Regions from separate parts of the Mus musculus genome. Here region 2 is linked to region 1. The links are chromatin contacts, called in public promoter capture Hi-C maps. All regions are on one chromosome and are shown on one strand. Each heading gives the region's core, a stretch centred on a gene start, on an enhancer-like site or on the middle of the called end of the contact. The rest is flanking DNA. Distances are from core to core; before and after follow the strand shown.

Region 1 (6,205 bases), core at 2,727-5,226:
TCCTTCTTCTACCTGTTACTTGCTTGAATTACAGGTGTGTGCTGCACCAGTTTCCTGCTCTGGTGCCCACTAGGTAAGCACTCTACTGACTACATTACATCCTCATCCTAACATGTCTGGTCTTTGCATGTGGTCCCAGATTTTGTCGTTAAATGGAGCTGTATGTCTGGTTTTATCCTTCAAGGACATGCCCATTGACAGGTGACATCCTCTGGTGCTTCCCCTTAGATGGTGGCTCTTTCTGTAGGTCAGAGGCTCTGGATACCCACGGGCACAGCAAACCCACAAAGGATCCATGGCACTTACAGTGACTTCATACTATTTTATTGGAGTCAAATGCACATAACACAAATGTCACTATTTTATCTGTATTAGCTCATACCCCACCGACCTATCTCTAGAAAGCATTCATTTTCAGGATGATGCTCTAGCAGTTAAACACTCTGCCATGCTCCCCATCCAGACCCAGGTAGCTAAGATTCTATTTTATGTTCACAGATTTGACTACTCTAGGCACCTCATGTAAATAGAACCATGCAACCTTGGTGTCTGTGACTGGTTCATCCGTGTTGCTTCCCTTTCAAGCCTCTGTAATATGCCACTGCATATATGGTAAGACATTATGGTTATCCATTCATCTGTTGGTAGGTGGACATTCAGGTTGCTCCCATTTGCGGCTACTGCAAATAGTTAGAAGTGTTGTTGCACAAACTCTACAAGCTCCCTCTTTTTACCCTGTTTGTGTGAGACAGAGTCTGCATATGTAGCTCAAGCTACCCCAAACCTCACCATGTAGACCTGGCCATCCTCCTGCCTCTGCCTCCCGAGAACTGGGATTACAGACGTATGCCTCCACACCCAGCTTGCTTTCTGTCCTTTTAGATATATACCTAACGCTGGGATTTCAGAGATACATGGTGATACTGCATTTGGCTTTTGGGAGAGTCACCAAACCACCCTAGAACTTGGTGTTTTTAAGCCACTGAGATATGGCACTGAGATATGGGAGTAGGTACCATGGGGATAACCTTCTCTATTGGAATGGATGCTGCATCCTCTGTCCAAAATGTCTAGGACCAAAGTAGGGGGTGTAGAAGCCTGTGCTCACTGCTTCCCTTTTTGTGACAAAATATGTCACAAGACCAGTCTGATCGGGGAAATACATCCTTGGGCTCACAGTTCCTGAGGGTTTAGTCCCGGGCCATGCTCCTGGGGCCGGCTGTGAGGCAGAATACTATGGTGGCAGGTGCAGATGGTGGGGGTGGGGGCTGGAGGAGCAGTCAGGAAGCAGGGCAAGGGACAGAGAGAGGCAAGGGATATCCCCCAAGAAAAGGTACTCAGTGGCCTAGGTCACCCAGCCAGGCCCCACTTCCCGCAGCTTCCAGAACCTCTCAAAACAGTACCACAACACTGGGTGTGGTGGCACACACCTTTGGTCCCAGCGCTGAGAGGCAGAGACAGATGGATCTCTATGCGTTTGAGACCAGCCTAGTCTCAAGATGAGTTTCAGGACAGCCAAGGCTACATAACAGAGACTCTGTCTCAAAAATAACCCAACAATAATAACAAAACCAAACCCCACAAAACAACAACAAAAGCCCACCACCTGCAGAGGGCCAGCCCTTTAAAGGGCCTGCCCATTAATGTGTGAGCCTATCTAGAGGGATGCTTCTTATTCCAACTGTGACAGAGCCTCAAGGTCAAGCCCGTCTCAGCAGCACCCAGCACTGATGTGCTTCCTCGCTGGACCAAAGACGCAGTGTTGGTGTCTCGAGCCAACGGTGACGCCCTGCAACTGCTACACACTGGTCCCAAGTCCCCTGACAGTTGCTGTGGGCCTGACTACATGAGCATCACAGACATCCCATGCTGTCATGGCTCCCCATGACAGCACCATCAGTACTGAATACAGACTTACATTTGGCTCTCTCATTTGGTCAGTTTTGGCTTCTTCCCACTGTAATATGCTGACCTGAGTCAAATGAACCTGGACTTAACTCTTGCTCTGCCACTTCCCAACTCAGGGTTAAGCCTGGATGGCTTTTAAAAATTGTGCATAAGCATGTTTTTCTTGCTCCTGTGTACCATATCCCTGCCACATCCCCTGGATCTGAAGTTAATAGTCAGTTGTGAACTGGCATGTGGGTGCTGAGAACTACACCCAGGTCCTCTGGAATAGCAGCCAGTGCTTTGGACTGCTGAGCCAGTCTCTCCAGCCTCATGGTGAGCTTTTTGTTTGTGGTGTTAAATCCTGAACCCAAGACTTGGAGGTTACCAGGCAAATGCTCTCCCACCAAGTTCCATCCCCAGTCCAAGCATGGGTTTCTTCACTGAAAAGTTGGAGCAGTACAAGTCACTCGACAGATGGAAGTGTTTGGTGGCTGGTGGCTACTCTTTAGAGGTAGTGCCATATAACTCTTGAAGTCGAGGCCTTTCTCTAAAATGGTCTTGTCCTTAGTCAAGCTGGGAGCATCATTTGGAGGGCTATGGATTTGGATACAGGAAGCCTGCAGTTCATACAGTCATTCAACCAACATTTATGAGGACGTAGCATGTACAGGTGCTGAGCTGTATTGAAGGCAAACGGTGTCCTTGTCCTCACAGGGCATGACGAGTCCTAAGAACTGGCCAGGTGAAAGACTATGGGTGGCAGAAATGAACACCAGTAGTGGAGGGTGGGGGTGCGATATTGAGTGCTATTAGGAAAGGTCAGGACAGTTGCTTTGGGGTAGGGAAGACTGAAGTGTAAATGTGCCCTGCAAATAGGAAAGGGTGGTTCTGTATTTCAATGAATTAGGCAACTGTCCCTTTGATCCTCAAATGGGGTGAAGTGTTCTAGGTGGGGCGTGTTCTATGGGAACCTGCTTCAGCATTGAGGGTCTGCAAATAAGTGTGCCGTGGGTGTGGGAGATGCAACTCAGGACACTGGGGCACTGAAGGGCTGGATGGATGGTGCTGTCCAGTGACAGGAGGGAGGAGCCTGACAAGGAGGCTGGGAGTCAGGGGATTCAGTGCCAAGCTCCAGTGATGGTAGCTGGAGAGGTGAGCACTACAGACCCGGAGCCCTGAGAGCACCCCCACACTGAGGGAGCCAGGTCTAGTGCCCGTCTGCAGAGAATCTTGCAGCTGGAAGAGGCAGGCCTTCAATGTCATTTAGTTCAACCTTCCACCTCTTCAGATCTTTCCAGAGCCCACCTGAGGGCATCCAACTCTTTTTGGACACCTCAAGGTACGGAAAGCTTACTGCCTTCTAGGGAGCCCACTCCGTGGCGGTGCTCGATGCTCTAGGATGGCCTCGAGGCGCCAGGCGCTCCGACCTTGGCCCTGTGCAGCCGTCTGGCCACCGCGGCACCTGGCTGTGGGTGGCGACGCGGCTGAGCAGGCGCTGCTGTCCCCAGCCCCAGTGCTGAGGCGCGCAAAGCGCAGTGGGCTCTGGTGGAGGTCGGGAGAACTGCAGGGCGAAGGCCGCCGGGGGCTCCGCGGGCGGCGAGGGGGGGGGACGGGGGGGGGCAGGCACTTGACACCGGCCCGGGAGAGGAGGGGCAGCTGTCCCTACGACCAGTGCTGGATGCGGGGACCCAGCGCAGAAGCCGCGCCAGGTAGAGGGGCGCCGCAAGGTGGGGAGGTTGCGGCCGGGGGACCACCCGAGGGGCACAGGGCGGCCGAGATCGCAGCTCCGGCAGGGTGCCCGGCCCGGAGCGCCGCAGTCGGGGCGCGGCGGGGTCCCGAACCCGCTCCTCCCGCCGGGGGCGCTAGGACCGTCCGCGGCTCGGATAGCTCCCGCCGCGGCGCCCCGGGGCCCCCGGGGTTGCCTCCCGGGCGGCTCCGCAGCGCCGGGGCCAGAGCCAGCGCGGCCACGGGGGGCGAGCGGCGGGCGGAGGCCTGGGCGGCGGGCGGCCGGAGGGAGGGAAGGAGGAAGGCGGAGAGAAGAGGCGGGCGGGGGGGACCCGGCGGAGGAGGCGGAGAGAGGGAGCGCGACAGCGACGGAGGGAGGGAGCGCGGCAGGCAGCGGGCGGGCCGGGAGGCGGCGCGGGCGGCGGCGCGAGCAGAGGACGAGCCGGGACGCGGCGCCGCGGCAGCAGGGCGAGCCGGGCCGCCCGACCCGCCGGGCCACACGGTAACCAGCACGGCCTGCGGCCCGGGAGCTGAGAGGGCGGGCGGGCGGGAGGGCACAGCAAGGCGGTGGGGAGCGCGGCTCGGACCCCGCAACTCGGCGCGCGGTGCTGAGAGCGCGGACCGCCCGGGCCGAGGGTTTGTTTATGTCCCCGCCGCTCGCCCGCCGCTCCTCTTCTGCGCGCCGCCTCCGCCGCGGACGCCCCTCGGCGCCCCCGCCCGGCCCGGGCTCAAGTTCAAGTCCGTACAATGCCGCGGGGGGCCTCCGCCGGCCTGCGCGCCGCCCGACGCGCGCTGCCGCAGGGCCCCGCCGCCTCCGCCTTCCGGGCTCTGCCCCCGCCCGGGGGCCCGGTCGGGGCCTGCGGCCGTGCGCTGCGGAGTGCGGACGGGACCGGGAATCGGGCGGCGGGAGGGGAGAGGAGGGGGAGGGGGCGCGGGCGGCCGGGGAGCGCCGTGGCCACGGCAGAAAATGGCAGCCTGGCACGACCCGGGCCCCGCGCCCGCCCCGCCCCTCCCCCGGGCCTGCAGGCTCCGCGCGGCGGGGGGGACCCTGGAGGCCCCCGGCAGGGCCCAGGGGCGGCCGGGGCCCGCGCCGGGGAGCGCGGCGTCGCGATCTTCCCGCGGCCACCTGTGGCTTGGGGGTGCGGGGCGCCGGCGGGCCTGGGAGGGGCGCGCGCGTGGGGAGCGTGCCCGCTCGGGGGCGCACGCTCCCGCGGAGGCCAGGCGGAACGGCGTGGAGGGGGGGGCGTCGCGCCCGGCTCCTCCCTGCCCCCGCTGCGGGCCGTGGGAGCGGGGTGGTGGTGGCGGCGGCGGCGCCGCAGTATGGGGGCGGGGCGGGAGTGGGCGAGGATCCCCGGGCCGGGCCGCGGGGGACTAGAAGGTGCGGGGGCGGGAGCAGCAAGGCTGGAAATGTCTCCGGTGGGGATGCCGGGGTCGCCCCCTGAGGCAGACTCCCCTTGCATACACTCACACGCACCCCCGCCGGGCCGGTGTAGACGTGTCCTTGAAAGCTTCGCATCTGCACAGTGAAGGACGAGGCCTCGCCGAGGCTGCGGATCGGGGGTCTCAGTCCCCATGTTGCCCTCACCTCAGGAGACACCCGAGCCTCCGAGCGGCTCCGGCCGCGGTCCGTGTCCTGCCCTCACCCGGACTCCCTACTCCACGCCGTCTTGCCCTCCCTCGTTGGCGCGGACCGAGCTGGCGTGCGTCCAGGGCCCGCCCCCAGCCTCCCCCAACCCCTCTTCGCGGGGCCCGCAGCCCTATGGCTGCCAAACTTCATTTTGCTTTCCTGGAGCCTGCCTTCTTGGGGGCACCCTCTCCCTTCGCTCCCCACTCAGTAGTTGCTCTCCCCCTGTCTCTGCATCCCCTCCTCTCCTCTTTTCCTGCAAGGCCAGCTGAGTAGGTGTGGACACCCTGGGTGAGAGAAGGCTCCCACTGGGTTCTCAGAGCTCCCTTCCCGGGCTCCCAGGGGGAGCCTTCTGTGGCTGCACCTTGACCTAAGATGGCGTCTTGCACCCAGCTGGGCAGTTCTGACCTGCGTAGGGCTGGGGAGGAAGGGCGGGCTAGGGACTGCATAACTGCCCCCTCTCAAACCAGAGGGGACAGGAGCCTTGGGGAGGAGTATCTTCGGCCGAGTGACCCAGCTTGCCCCTCACTGCAGTGCCCAGAGACTGCCATCAGCATCCCCGGGGACAGTTCAGTCTTCATGTTTCACCCTGAGCTGCCAGCGGCTGAACCTCCTCCTGGGCAGGCTGTGCAGGGATTCTGGGATCAGGTGCTACTCCACTGTGCCTCCTCCCTCCCAGGCAGATGTGACAGCTGCAGCCTGGGGAGCTATTCTTGCGTTGCTGGGGTGTTAGGACTGACCTGTGGGATTTGGAAAGCCCAGCAGCCTGGCAGACCCTCTTTGGGCTATCCTCTGTGCAGACAGGGGCCATTTGCAGGTAGTTAGAGCAGTCACTTGCTTTTGGATAGTTGGGTTGTGTAAGTTCCTGTGGGCTTTGGGGGCAAGCTGACTTGTCCCCTCTGCCTCTGGGGTCCATTAAGGCCCTTGTGGAGCTGTTATTGACAGGTAATTCTGTCGAAGAGTGGT
Region 2 (6,536 bases), core at 1,884-4,383, 790 kb after region 1:
TTGCAGGTTGATTTTCTCCTTCCATCCTCGAGACCCAGAGAGCAAACTCAAGTCATCAGGAGTGGCAGTGGGTGCTTTTATTCACTGAGCCACCTCATTTATTTCAACCCATTCTTTTACATCCATGGATGTAAATCTACATGCAAATATGAAAGCAAGTAACATCTACGTTTTCATATAAAATATAAAAATTTGTAGCAAATAGACCTGCACTATAGCTTTAAACACTAAAGAAAGTTACTTAAAGGGAATTATAAATGGAAACTCTGGTCCTTAGGAAAGAATGAAGAATACCAGAAGTAACAAATATCTGGACAAATCAGTATGGTTTCTGTTGGCCATAGCCTCTTAATTTCCTTATAAATTATTTATTTAAAACTAAGGTTATACATAGCATTGCCATAGGCAGTCTATTAGTGGTAAAGGTCTTATGTAAAAGACAAGCCCCTGGTTCACACAGTTTCCTATATAATATTTACCTTACACTATGGTTGAAATCTGCATATTTTCCTTCTGTCTATTCTAGCCTGTCCTTACCATCATAGTCTTCTTTTGAAGACAGGCTGGGAGGTTTTTGGATGAAGAATGGGGTCTTTAAAAACAGGATCTATAAGGCTGGAAGGAGCATGAAAGGAAAAGAGCTTGTGGTTAGGGGTCCCCATGGTAAAACCTTGGTTTATAGTAATGGCCTAAGAGCCTATCCTAGATTTGGCAGAAAGGGAGAAATATGATATGCATAGTTTACTTCCCTGCTCCCTAAGCTTTTCACGCTACACCAACTACTAATCTTTTAGGGAATTGACAGAACGTCTCTGAATTAGGTAGGGCTTGTTATTCATCTACAGTCCATGCTAGAGGTAAACAAATGACAGTCAGATCTGGGAAATTCTGAGGGAATTCACAGGTAGAGTTTCAAGACCAGCCCATGAATGGAGGAATGAACTGGGAGGGTTGCTACATCACCTACCTGAATCATAAATTCCTAAAGACTGAGGATGACGAGAATTCTGGGTGGAGAGAAATGACTGACTATTTCAGGTGCTGAAGTTTTTGCTGGACACTGAGTGCTCTGGTATTTGGCTAAAGAAGACACAAGGAGAGAAGAAGGGTTTTGCAAGCCTAAAAACAAAAATCAAAAACGACAAAAAGGACTGTTTTTGCATAAGTAGGGAAAGAAAGATCTAAAGGCAGCAAGAACATTTCTTGGGTTGCTTCTGTGTTTGCCAGCCTCCAAAATTCCATTTAGCTTGCTGAACAGAAAGAACTACTGTTAGCAAGGCCTGCCCAGCAATCTGAGAATCCTTCATTTCTTTTCTTCCCTCATTACTTATATCCACTAAGTAAGTCCAGATTTATTCCAGAATCGCATATGTATGTATAAGAGAAGCTAGGCTAGAGGAGGCCCTCATACTCTACATTGTGACAGGATAGATTGATCTCAAGTTCTGAATAGAAACTGGAATTATCAGCACTTGGGAGACAAAGGCAGGCAGATCACTGTGACTCTGAGGCCAGCCTGGTCTACAAAGAGAGTTCTAAGACAGCCAAGGCTATACAGAGAGACCATCCCCCCCCCCCAAAAAAAAACCCTAAAACCAAACAAAAAAAATCCCAAGTTGTTGACTTAGTGTTTGGGATACTGCAGGCAGACATACAGAACTCCAATTTCTGATAGCTCTGCAGTTTCTTCAAGGGAGGCCTTTAAATGCACCTGCGTCCCACCGCCCTCCTCTCAAGGATCCAGCAACCTCAACAGAAAGAAGGCAAGGTGAATGTTACCAAGTCCCGAACACCAAAATGCAAGCCAAGGGCTAATTGAAGAGTTAAGAAAACACCGTGAGAGCAAGAAAACCCTGTTTATCACCATCAATGTTTGCTAAATTCCTCCTAAGAGTTGGTTGTCCAGTTCAGTTGGCCCTGAGCATCTCCGCAATCTCTTTCAAGTCAGACTTTCTATCTGCATCAGCCCCAACAGGGGTCAGTGAAGCCTGGGGTCATCTGATCTACACATATCTCTCACATTTCAATTGAAATCATAGGGATACTAATGTTTGAAAACATCCATTTATTTATGGGATTTTTAAAAAACAATTTTTATATAGCCTAGACTGACCTCAAATTCACAATCCTTCTCAGCAGTCAGACTGATGCGACTCGTTCTCTGTGTGCAGGGGTTACAGGCACGCACCAGTTTACGTTATGAGTTTTGCATCTCAGTACACTTCCTTCCATGGAAACCTTACACTCCCATTTTGCCCATTAGGGACCATCATTTCCTCATCCTCAACCTTAAGAAAGCTTTTTTTTTGTCCAGGGGGTGCTGTTGCCTCTGTCAAACAGCAGATAAAGAATGGTGATTTGAGTGAGGAAACCACAGAATAGAAATAAGTTCTAAGTATGAGTTTCTCCTATTAGATGGGTAAGGATGTTTAGCTTCTGCAAGCAGAAAAGTCCGGGACGGTCTTCCTGTCTGTCATGAGCTTGCTCTTGTGTGTGAACAGAGGGATGCTTTTTCTCAGTCTCTGTCTCTGTCTCTGTCTCTGTGTCTCTGTCTCTCTCTCTTTCTCTCTCTCTCTCTCTCTCTCTGTGTGTGTGTGTGTGTGTGTGATGGTGAATGGACAGCTAACTCTTGGGTGTGGTAAAATCCTTTAAGGAGAGTCCTTGAGAAGGATCTGCAGCAAAGGTGGAGGCAACTCCTTTGCACCTCTAACTTCCCCATTCTCAGGAAAGGCTTGCTCACATGTTAACGAAGAGACCTTCAGTGAATAAGAAGGTTCCAGCTTGAGAGACAGCAAGCTCCATGTGTGGTCCAACGGGGATGTCCTGGACATCTCTTGGCCCTTTCCAAAACCTTAGGGTCCTGTGGCAGGAAATGTCCCACCCAGTCCCCGGCAAGTCACCTCGAAGAGGAGGAGCCAGGTGGGGGGTCTTGGCAGCTCCTGGAAGGGCTGTCAGCCGCGGAGCTTCGGGACCTGGCGGGAGGAGAAGCATTTCGGCCCACGCCTTCCACGGTTCCGGGGGCGAGGAGGAGCGCCACGCAGTGTCACGCTCCCCACGGTGAGGAGTAGGTGTCCCGCGGCTAGGCGGGCGGGCCGTCACTGCCCGCCCGTCGCTCGCCTCCCCGCCCCCCGGCTTCCTGCGGAGGCCGCGGCCGCCATGTTGTTGTGGGGCTGAGGCGGCGCCGGCTGAGAGCCCAGCAGCCGTGACAGGCTGCGCAACAGGTTCGCTGCGGCCGGCCTGACGACTGACCCGGCGGCGGCGGCCGCGGCACGGCAGGGTCTTCCCGGAGCTTGGCCGCGCCCACGCGCCGGTGTCGAGGAGCGCGCGGGGTCGCGCCGGGACGTGCGCGAGGCGCCAGGTGGGTGAAGCCGCCCGTCGGCGCGGCCGAGGGGCGCGGGGCAGGTGCGGCCGCCGCCGCCCCCGGGGTTCCACGGGCCGGGCAGAGGGGGCTGCGCGCCGCGCACCGCCGGGTTCAGTCCTCGGAAGCGCGTGCGGCCCCCGCCCTAGGCCCCGGCCGAGGACGGCCGTGCCGGGCGGAAACCTCCGGCCCCGGGGTTCCTGCCTCCGCCGCGGGGCGGGCGGGCCGCTCCTCTCAGAGGCCGGGAAGCCCGGGCCCCTTGCCGCGGCCTCGCTTGGCAGGTGACGGCCTCCGCCTATCGCTGGTGGCGACCGGGTTCCGGGCTTTCCTTAGGGGCATCTGGGCTGGGTGCGCGTTGCCTTGGGGACCTATTTTATTTTGGCTTAGTTGACTTTTCTTTTCTTTCTTTCTTCCTTTCTTTTCTTTTTCCTCCTTGGTCAGGGTTGCTGCAGAGTGTCAGGTGAGCCGCATCCCGGTGCGTCAAAGTAGCCGGAGTCACGAGAGGACAGTGGGCGGATGCTTGGCGTCCACTGCTCGCGTTATAACAGCTAAAGTTGAGAACTGTTAAGCGCTGACTTCTGCATTATGCATTTCTAGGGTATATATAGGAAGCACAGCGAGGAGTCTCTGTAGCCAAAGTTCACTGCTTATTTAAGGGAGAAGAGGCACCTACAAGTGCATAGTGAGTAGGTAAACCGAGGCTGCAAGTTTCATTCTGCTGAAAGACACTGTTTGCAGGTATTGGTCATGCTCTGTGTTATTCAGTGATTGTCCGTGGCAAATACACTCATTTGAAACTTGCATTCATAACGAACAGGAACATTTTGGATAGACCCAGCTACTTTACAATAGGAATTCAAGTTGACACAGAAATTACTGCCGTACTCCGTGCTTCTTGTCTGTTTCACGGCGTTTCCTACTTCCTCAGGGGACGCAAGGTGTCACTTGGAATTTTGTGTTGTTAGCTTAGTTTAGGTAGTACAGACTGGAGGCCAAACTAGGTGCTTAAGCCTTTGAGAAATTGCTAACTTCCCTTTCACGGTTTGCTGTATTGTCATCCAGTGCTAAAACCTAAAAGCAATCTAGAAACATGGCCTACAACATTTATACAAGTTGATGGGAGGCCTGCAAAATTCAGTTATGTGCTTGCCATTACGTTGGCGGTTATTCTTATGACTGGTGTGCTGCTGCTGTTCCAAGTAATGCTGGTAACCATTTAACGAAGTTAAAAAAATGTTCAACATATCCAAAGGCTCAAATCCCGATATTTCCTGAGTGTGAGGAGATATGTACATTCAGGGGATTGGATTTGTACTTTAAAAATGCATTTTTACAAAAACAGAGTAACACACACCTTTTGCCCAAACTTAGAGAATTTTTCAAGAATTTATTTTGGTCATTTTATCCTATACAAAGTGGACATTTTTTTATATAATCTTAGAAATTTTAGAGGTGTGTGTGTGTGTGTGTGTGTGTGTGTATTAAGGAGTAAAACGACCATTTTACATATTCTCAGCATGCTGTCTGCTACCAGGGGCATGAAATCTCAAGATATTTAGTTTTGATTCATCTTCAATCTAGAGTTTCACAGAGTTCCATCCTTCTGATAAAAAAATATGTATTGTGCATCACCCACTAAACTTCCTTTAGTATCACAGTGTATCTCCCATGGTGGTCATTTATAGAGCACTTACTAATATTATATTTAAATAAGTATATAAAACACTATGCTCAGTGTTTTATATACTTATTTAAAGCACATGAAGGCCTTGTAAGTAATGTCCTCCCATCAGATAGATAAGTAAAATGTTAACTTTTAACTGACTGCTCTAGGTCTCGGAGCTAGTAAGAACAAGTGTCTTGTTTCAGTTTAGAATTCTTTTAACTTCAGCACCTAAGCTCTTTCTGCAATTGCATAGATCTAAAGCTGAACATACATCTAAAATGTATTTATACTTGGCTCTTTTACAGTGGTTGCACATTGACACACCCTCCGGGGTAGAACGTGCATGTAGGTATTCTTGAGAAAGAGGAACTGAATGGGGCTTAAAGGATATGAGGCACAGAGGAAATGGGGGAGGAAACTGAACAGAAATAACAGTGAATAGACCGAGAAATAATGTATTTTCATAACTCTAAGAGTGCAACGTATTTCATTTGCAGTGTTTTGAGAGGTTCAATTAAAGGGCAGTTTCACAGCCATATGAAGACACTAAATAACGTTGTTATATACTGTCAGCCATATCAAGACACTGAATAAAACTCTGTTATTTACTGTACAGCTATTCAACTGTGATTATGGCGGACAATCAGGGAGTTACTACCAGATGGGAGACACTTAATTTGTTGTATTTAACCACCTGGCTTATGTTTTCTGAATCCTTTTCATGGTCAATGCATATTCATTTGAGGAAAGGTCTGGTTTAATAAAAATTGAGTACATGTTTACAACTCTGTTGGATAAAAGTATAGGCTCTCTAGTTAGACCTCCTACCTCAGCTCTAGTTCCAAATAGTTGTATGACCTTAAGCAAGTTTCTTTAATTCTCCAATTTCTGTTTCTTCTTCATCTTTAAAACAGGGATAATGATAGTCCCCATTTCATAGTGTTGTATGTAATATAAAGTGCTTAGTTGCTGTGCCTAGCATAAGTGCCCAGTAAGTGTTACCTGCTATCATCCCAGCCTGCTTCCTTCAGTGAGAAATCTCAAGCTAATTAGTCTGTCGTCCTCTCTGTGGTGCTGTCTCTCTTAGGTTTGTGATTTATTCTAATTACTGTAGAAAATAGCCTTTTCTTTTGGTGTTCAGTTTTTAATCAACATCAAAATGAGCCATATGAGAAGGCTAAAAAATGCATTACAAGAGTCTTCCTCTGTAGTTCCCTTCATTTCTACTACTTTGGATCATCACTTCAGTGCCTTTGGACTCAGATAGTTAAATTCTTTGCAGCTCGAAGTGGACTTAACTTGGAAGAGGCTAGTGTTGAGAGAGAACAAACGTGAGAGATCTAAATAGGCAAGGCTTTGTACTTGTCATTAGGACGGGAACAGCCTTTGCTTTGCCATTTTCTTTCTGTGTTCTCTGTCCTCCTTTCTTAGTCTTCCATCTAATATGTTTTTGTGCATTTGTAAAATGACTGCTTTAATATAAGAACCAGGTAGAACAAGTTAATACATTTT

What was found. Promoter capture Hi-C pulls out the DNA fragments that hold promoters and counts their contacts.
Region 2: a promoter capture Hi-C map of pre-B cells shows a contact between it and region 1, with 3 times the contacts expected there. The contact joins the promoter of Itsn2 here to the promoter of Dnmt3a in region 1. A contact is called at or near these places in 4 of 39 promoter capture datasets (frontonasal cranial neural crest, liver and pre-B cells).

Annotation. Positions count from the first base shown.
Region 1 is chr12:3,803,004-3,809,208 of GRCm38.p6, forward strand. It overlaps Dnmt3a (DNA methyltransferase 3A), which reads left to right and starts at 3,977. Exons shown (of 23, transcript NM_007872.4): 1 at 3,977-4,117.
Region 2 is chr12:4,589,875-4,596,410 of GRCm38.p6, forward strand. It overlaps Itsn2 (intersectin 2), which reads left to right and starts at 3,134. Exons shown (of 40, transcript NM_001198968.2): 1 at 3,134-3,358. It overlaps Gm3625 (predicted gene 3625), which reads right to left and starts at 3,857. Exons shown (of 1, transcript NR_169069.1): 1 at 1-3,857.